Regions from separate parts of the Callithrix jacchus genome. Here region 2 is linked to region 1. The links are chromatin contacts, called in public Hi-C maps. All regions are on one chromosome and are shown on one strand. The core of a region is the stretch at or near the end of the contact, and the rest is flanking DNA. Distances in the headings are between cores, read along the strand shown. Region 1 has its middle 65 kb from the start of TESC. Region 2 has its middle 16 kb from the start of TESC.

Region 1 (3,644 bases), core at 696-3,195:
GAAGGGGTAGGCTGATGCATCTTGTGGGGCTGCTGGCCTCTGATCAACAGAGACTGAGGGTTGCTGCTCCGGGCACCGATCTTGGTCAGCCCCACCATCTGGGCACTGCGGTCTGTGCCTCAGGCTGGAGGCAGGTGGTTTGGAAATGGCTCTCGTTACCTGCTGGACAATGGGGCGTGCCCACAAGGGGATTTCTGGCCTCACAGACCCTCCCCCAGGTGCAGCAAGCCCCTCTCGTCCCTGGATGGGGATAGGAACTGAATGACTGGGGCACCTCCACTCTGGCAGCCCGAAGGAGGTGATGTTTGCCCGGAAGCCTGGTCAGCAGATGAGTGATAACCACATAAACGGGTTAACAGCCTTCCTTCCATCAGAAATGACACCCTGACACCCGTGACTAAAAGGAACTCGGCAGAAATCAACACTAGGTCAAATATTTGAAGAAAGCTGATAAGTTTGTCCTTTGAAGGCCACAGGTCGTAGGTGGAGAAGGCTGAGCAGGGGCGGCGTCCTCGGCCTTTTGTCCTTTGAAGGCCACAGGTCGTAGGTGGAGAAGGCTGAGCAGGGGCGGCGTCCTCGGCCTGCTGGACGTCGGGGGAGGTCACCTGTGTCCATACTCTTCAGCCATCTGCCAGGAATAGTCTAAAGCGAGCTGTACTAATATTGCCGTATTACCAAGGGGAAAGGTTGGCTTTTGGATGTTGAAAGAATATGGCAATTTGACACAAACGCTCTAATTTGGTAGGTTTACAAAAGGGCTGTGTGATGGAAATCTAATATGAGCAGCTCAGGGGACATGCTGCAGCCACGTTAAGCATGAATTATGGATAAGGGAACAGAGTAAGATGACAGCAGCTTCCAGCGCTGGCCAAATACCCTCTTAGGGAACGAATTATTGCTAGACTTTAACAAAACAATGCTATTGTTTTCTGGGCCAAGGGACTAGAAAGTTCTTTTTACACTTTGCTAATAGGAGACGGGTCATCTGTGGATCTGATCCTTGTCACAGGGCAGCTGAACCTGTCCTCACCTGCCTGCAGTTAACGAGGCTGAGGCTGAACTCTGCTGGAAACAGCGCCGTGTGACTTAAGTAGGCTGATGGAGAGTTAAAAATACAAGTTGCCTTGGCAAGCCATTTGCAAACACCTGCCTTGCAGGCTGTCCTCCCACACAGCGACCTTGGGAAAGCCAGGAAGAGCTGAGTAGGGGGAGCCAGGGCGGAACCGCTCCCCGTATCGTCTCTGTCTTCTTGCAGAATTTGCACGTGGCAGTCAGCAGGGGCTTAGTGGTGGACCAGCCTGGTCCGAGGAGGACTCACGACTCCGAGGAGGACGTGGTGGCTGCTCGGCTCTCTAATCTGATTGTTAACCAAGTCAGCGAGGAACTGGGCTCCGGTCTCATAGAGGAAGGGCTGGCACCCCAAGAGTGGCTGTGATGGAGTGGCAGTGGTGGAGGGTCCCACTGAGGAGCTAGCTGCCATGTCTGTCTTAGAGAAATGACAAGGCAGCATGTGCCCGGGCGTTGGGGGCAAGGGAAGAAGAGACACAGCAACAGCTCAGCTGCAGGGAAAGAAACAGCCCCCCGTGCAGAGCAGTCAAACGGTTGCTTCTGGAAGCCCACACTCGGCATTAGAAGCCGAAAGTGGGCTGGGGACAAGGCACCCGCCAGAGCCCAGTGAGAGGGACTGTGCCATCGAACATTAGAGGCAGCCCTGGTCCAAGTCGCCGCAGGCCCCTGCAGCGGTAGCCAGGTAACCATCTGGCCTGGCCTCATGGGTGATGCGGGCAGGCCTGTGTGGCTTACAGCACCTTGGCCGGCCAGCGCTGTAAGCTCACTGCTGCCGCAGCTGCTGCTCAGAGCGGAGGCTCCATCAGGCAGCGGGTGACTGCCCTGTGGGAGCCCCTGTGGTGGCCTGCCCGGAATAGCAGCCACCGGACCGTTGTCATGAGAAGGCTGGCCCATCACTGGGGGAAGCCGTTTCTCTGCAACTGTAAGCAAAGTGGGTTTGCTGCGACCAGCATTTGCCTCTAACATGTGGGGTGGGAAGCTCTAGCCCCTGAAACGCGGGGCCTCCAGTTCTTAAGAGGTGGGATGGGAGTGAAGGACTTCATCTTGTGGGTATCAGCCGTCCCCTTCAGAAAGGACCAAGCCCTTCTCCTGGGGAAATTCACTTTCCTTTTGGTCAGCTGAAACCCTAGCATTCAGCTGGGGCAGGGAGTTCTGCTTGGTAGGAGAAGGTGGCGCCGTCCCTGGAGTGTCTCTGAAATGTGAATTATTGCCTGGGCAACAGGGCAGCACAGGGCTTGGGTTACAGAACGCACTCTAGTGGCAGAGATGACATTCTCAGGAGGGCTGTGGGCCCTTCGAGAATCTGATGAGAGGTAACCATGCTTTTTCCCAGAAAATGCCCCCATGCACTGTTTCACACACAGCAGGTCCTTGAATAACATCGTTTCATTCAATGTCATTATGTTATAACATTGAGAACTAAATTGATTCCTGGCTGGGTCCACCGTCTGTATGGAGTCTGGACGTCCTCTCCGTCTGTGCGAGTTTTCTGGGCACTTTGGTTTCCTCCCACACCCCAAAAATGTGCAAATGAAGTTTGTTGGTGTCTGAATAGTTGTGGTCTGTGTGTATGTGTGTGTGTGTCTAGTGGTGGGAGGTTGTCCTGTCCAGGGTGGGTCAGGACAGGACACCCTCCCACCACTAGACACACACACACGTGGGCCCCTGGGAGAGGCTCTGGTCACCCACCACCTTGAACTGGAATAACTTGAGTTGGAAAATGAGAGGAGTGAATAAAATAAAAATTCAGTCTCGCATAATCATACACATGCACGACAGTAAATGGCGCCATCCAGAAGCCCGGTGGGCCGGTTCGTTGCAGCGTGTGACCTGTGTGGTGGAAGGTGCTCCTGACAATTTCTGCTTTGCAAACATTTCGTGATTTAACCCACCAGCGCTGCAGCTGCCAGCACCGAGTCACCAAAAATTGGGTAAATAATTACCTTGTTGTTTTTAGTAATTTTTCTTAAACATATGTATAACTCCCATTTATTGAATGTTTAATATTATAAGTGGTTTAAAGTTCTAAAGTTTGGTGATGTTTTTATGGCCAGAAATATGCCGTGGGAACTTAACTCTTGTTTACATTAATTAGCCTACAGTAAAATTAGTGTCATCACACATCATTATGCTTAAAGTTGCTGTTTCTTTTTTTGAGGCAAAGTCTCGCTCTGTCGCCCCGGCTGGAGTGCAGTGGAGCGATCTCGGCTCACTGCAACCTCTGCCTCTCCAGTGCAAGTGATTCTCTTGCCTCAGCCTCCCGAGTAGCTGTGATTACAGGTGCATGCCACCAGGCCTGGCTAATTTTTGTATTTTTAGTAGAGACAGTGTTTTCCCATGTTGCCAGGGGGTCTTGAATTCCTGACCTCAGGTGATCCGCCCACCTTGGCCTCCCAAAGTGCTGGGATTACAGGTGTGAGCCACTGTGCCCAGGCAAAATTAGAGTTGCATTATACCTCCTTTGGCTTAGCTGCAGTTTCTAAGAACACCTATTAAAGACGGTTGGTGAGGACTTACTATATAATGCTGTGGGTTTCTTGGATCCTGAGCTAGGAGCCCCTATAGTGGAGGTTCTG
Region 2 (3,644 bases), core at 764-3,263, 81 kb before region 1:
GGGAAGCGGAGAAATGTCAGATTTCAGCAGTTACCCTCCTGGGACACCTGCTCAGGGGAGGATATTGGAAGAACCCTAACATCCGTCAGTAGGATTATGGGACATTTATGCACATAAACAAACTCAAGTCCCTGGAGGGAGATGTGAGCACTCCCAGCCTTGGCACATCTTAGAACTCAGCTGGTCTTGGAGGGAGCCTGTCTTATCCAGGAGGCTGATGGAACCCACCCCCATGGGGCCAGAGAAAATGTGGGAGAGGATGCCTTTATAAAAGCTCATGTCCTTTTTTTTGAGACAGAGTCTCGCTCTGTCACCCAGGCTGGAGGGCAGTGGTATGATCTCAGCTCACTGCAACCTCTGCCTCCCAGGTTCAAGCTATTCTTGTGCCCCAGCCTTCCGAGTAGCTGGGACTACAAGCACACGCTACCACACCTGGCTAAGTTTTGTATTTTTAGTAGAGACAGGGTCTCTATGTTGCCCAGTGTGATCTTGAACTCCTGGCCTTAAGCGATCCACTCGCCTCTGCCTCCCAAAGTGCTGGGATTACAGGTGTGAGCCACCGTGGTCTGCCTAAAAGCTCAAGTCCTTTAATCGTCATAGTATTCTACAGGGTCATGTTGTTACTATAAACCCATTTTACTGATGAAGCTGAGGCTCAGTGAGGGGGGCACTGGGCTGTCCACGGTCTCAAGATGGTGGAGGAGGATGGTGGAGAAGGGTGGCGCCCCCAGCAGGGTCCAGGGGGTGATTTTCCTGCTGGTCACAGGTTCCCACAGGTAGGAAGCCCCACTAGTCTTGATTGTGCCTGATCCCTCCCCATGCTCTAGGGGGCAGCAGAGTTTTATAATTGGCCGTAAGATTCCCAGTGGAATAGACTAGGGTTCAAGTCCTGCTTTGGCTACTAACAGGGCAGGTGAATGAGGCCAGTCATTTAATCTGGGGGAAGGAGTCTCTGTTTCCTGTGGATGAAATGGAGATAAAGGTTTCTCCTGGGAGAGTGCTTCTTAAGAACATGTTGGAAATAGATGCTCAGTGCTGCAAAGAAAAAGCAGCACTGAGACAGGCTCTTTCAGCAATGCAATTTTTACTTCCCAGCCTGCTGGAAGGGCACTCTCACTAGCCATGTTGCCATGAGAGTACAACGAACAAAGGAAAACACACGAATTTATCCCTTACACATTTGGGGTTGTCCTTACTGATGTGTCTGATCTCTGTTGGCTGGAGCCAGACCTCACAATCTAAACTAAAACCTGACTGGCTAACAACTTAAAACTTTTCTAAACAGGTAAAAGTAATGGAGAGCTGGGACATGCCTGTGAGCACGTCCAGCACAGGTATCTTGGTTAAAGTACAAGGACATACAGTGTACCATGTGCCTGTGAGGATGGCATGTCTAACACAGGATGGGGCTTAACAGAGTTATTAACACACTTACTCTTTTACAATAAAGGAAACTTTAAAAGGGAACTTTTCTACTTCCCACAGGACATCAGTAGCAACAGTAAGATAGTGGCAGACACCCAGACAGCTGCTGGCTTGTGCTGTTCTAAGCACTTTTGTGTTTCTTTTCTCCACACCCCAGGGCTGTTGCAACTCTCATTGCCCTGGTCTTGTAGATGCAGTCACGGAGGCAAAGAGAAGCAAAGCGACTTTCCCGAGTGCACACAGTTAGGAAGTGGCAGAGCCAGGACTTGAACCCAGATCGTCCAGCTGCTCTGGGACTGCCAGTGGAAATGCTTGGCGCTTAGCACGCAGCTGGACCGGCAGCACCCACAGATGGAAGCGTCAGTTCCTGAGATCATAGCAGCATTTATAGGGCTCCCCGGGAGAGAGGTGTGCCCACTGCTGAGGCCCTTGGAACATCTTGCATAAAAGAAAGAAGTTCTTAGCCAGCAGCTCTGCACACTACAAGTTTCTAAGTTATTTATAAAGAGGCTGCTGAAGCCGAGAGACTTCTAACAGGCGGAGGTATGTTCTTGAGACTAAGAATAGTGGCTGAGGCCTGACAGGAGGCGCTTTCTGGTGACATCAGAGCATCCCAGCCTTGCTTCCAGCAGTAGCAGCAGCAGCTTGGAGGGAGTGTGGGTTTTCTCCCGGCTCAGCGACAGCTGCTGGTTCACCCTGGTTCCTCCCAAGAGGGCGGCATTCAGCCTGGGTGCTGAGGCTGGTGTAAGACAGGGATGGGTGACCCCCAACAAGCAGGCTTTAGCTGGAGTTTAGAGGTCTGTAATCTGCCATTTCCCTCTCCCACTGTTTCCTGAAGAGCAGCCATCTGGCCTGACCAGTAGGATGGGGACAAAGAGCAGAGGCCTGCAGGAGAGGGGCTGGGAAGTCCCTGGGCGGCCCCTGTATTTAGATCCCTTTCTCAGCAGTAGGGGGCAGAGTATTTTACCACCCTGCTCACCCAACCTCACCATCACCTGGGGGCTTCTAACAGGTCCTGACCCCAGAGCCCCCACCCCTGCCTGCAGCACCAGAGGCTCCAGGAGAATCTTATGCACATCACAGTTGTAGAACTCTAGAACTCTTTTTTTTTTTTTTTTTTGAGATGGAGTTTACTCTTGTCACCTAGGCTAGAGTGCAGTGGTGCAATCTTGGCTCAGTGCAACCTCCACCTCCTGGATTCAAGTGATTCTCCTGCCTCAGCCTCCTGAGTAGTTGGGATTACAGCTGTGCATCACCACACCCGCTGGTTGTATTTTCAGCAGAGATGGGGTTTTGCCATGTTGGCTGGGCTAGTCGAACTTATAACCTCAGGTGAATCCACACACCTCGGCCTCCCAAAGTGCTGGGATTCCAGGCGTGAGCCACCACACCCGCCTAAAACTCCTGTAATCTACAAGAAGGAGGACTTCAATCCAGAACTTGCCCCAAACCCCAACAGGTGACCATCGGCTTTTTTCTGGGGTGGAAATAAATTCTGAGGATAGAGTACAAAGATTAAATCAAACCAGGAGCCATGAGCTTTCAGTGGAGCTATTAGAGGGATGTGGGGTGGGGGGCGGGTCAGGGAGAAAGGGAAGGGTAACAGTTTAAATAGGATAACTTAAAATGCTGTTTCAAATTCGTATAGCCATTGTGGAAACCAGTGTGTAGGTTCCCCCAAAAATTAAAAATAGAACTATCATAGGATCCAGCATTTCCACTTCTGGGTTTCTACCCAAAGGAAATGAAATCAGTGTCTTGAATGGATATCTACACTTCCATGTTGATTGCAGTATCATTCACAGCAGCCAAGGTAAACAACGTAAGTGTCCATCAACAGATGAATTGATAGAGAAAATGTAAAACACATATATAAGAATATTATTCAGCCTTTAAAAAGAGGGAGATCCTTGGCCGGATGCAGTGGTCATGCCCATAATCCCAGCACTTTGGGAGGCCAAGGCAGGTGGATCACCTGACGTCAGGAGTTTGAGACCAGCCTGGCGAACATGGTGAAACCCCATCTCTACTAAAAATATAAAAGTTAGGCCAGGTGGTGGCTCACACCTGTAATCCCAGCACTTTGGGAGGCCGAGGCAGGGGGATCACAACGTCAGCAGTTCGAGACAAGTCTGGCTAACATGGTGAAACCCCATCTCTACTAAAAATACAAAAATTATCCAGCATGGTGGCAGGTGCCTGTAGTCCCAGCTACTCGG

Evidence for each region. A called contact is a pair of places that touch in the nucleus more often than the background predicts.
Region 2: a contact with region 1 is called in a Hi-C map of induced pluripotent stem cells, with 4 times the contacts expected there. The contact joins two enhancer-like sites. A contact is called at or near these places in 3 of 3 Hi-C or Micro-C datasets (induced pluripotent stem cells and skeletal muscle).

What each region holds. Positions count from the first base shown.
Region 1 is chr9:120,078,507-120,082,150 of calJac240_pri, reverse strand. No RefSeq gene overlaps it. Among named protein-coding and RNA genes, the nearest start is that of TESC, 65 kb to the left of the region's middle. Within about 2 kb of position 1,945, at least 5 of the 16 cell types and tissues checked have an H3K27ac peak or open chromatin away from gene starts, as enhancers often do.
Region 2 is chr9:120,159,355-120,162,998 of calJac240_pri, reverse strand. No RefSeq gene overlaps it. Among named protein-coding and RNA genes, the nearest start is that of TESC, 16 kb to the right of the region's middle. Within about 2 kb of position 2,013, at least 3 of the 16 cell types and tissues checked have an H3K27ac peak or open chromatin away from gene starts, as enhancers often do.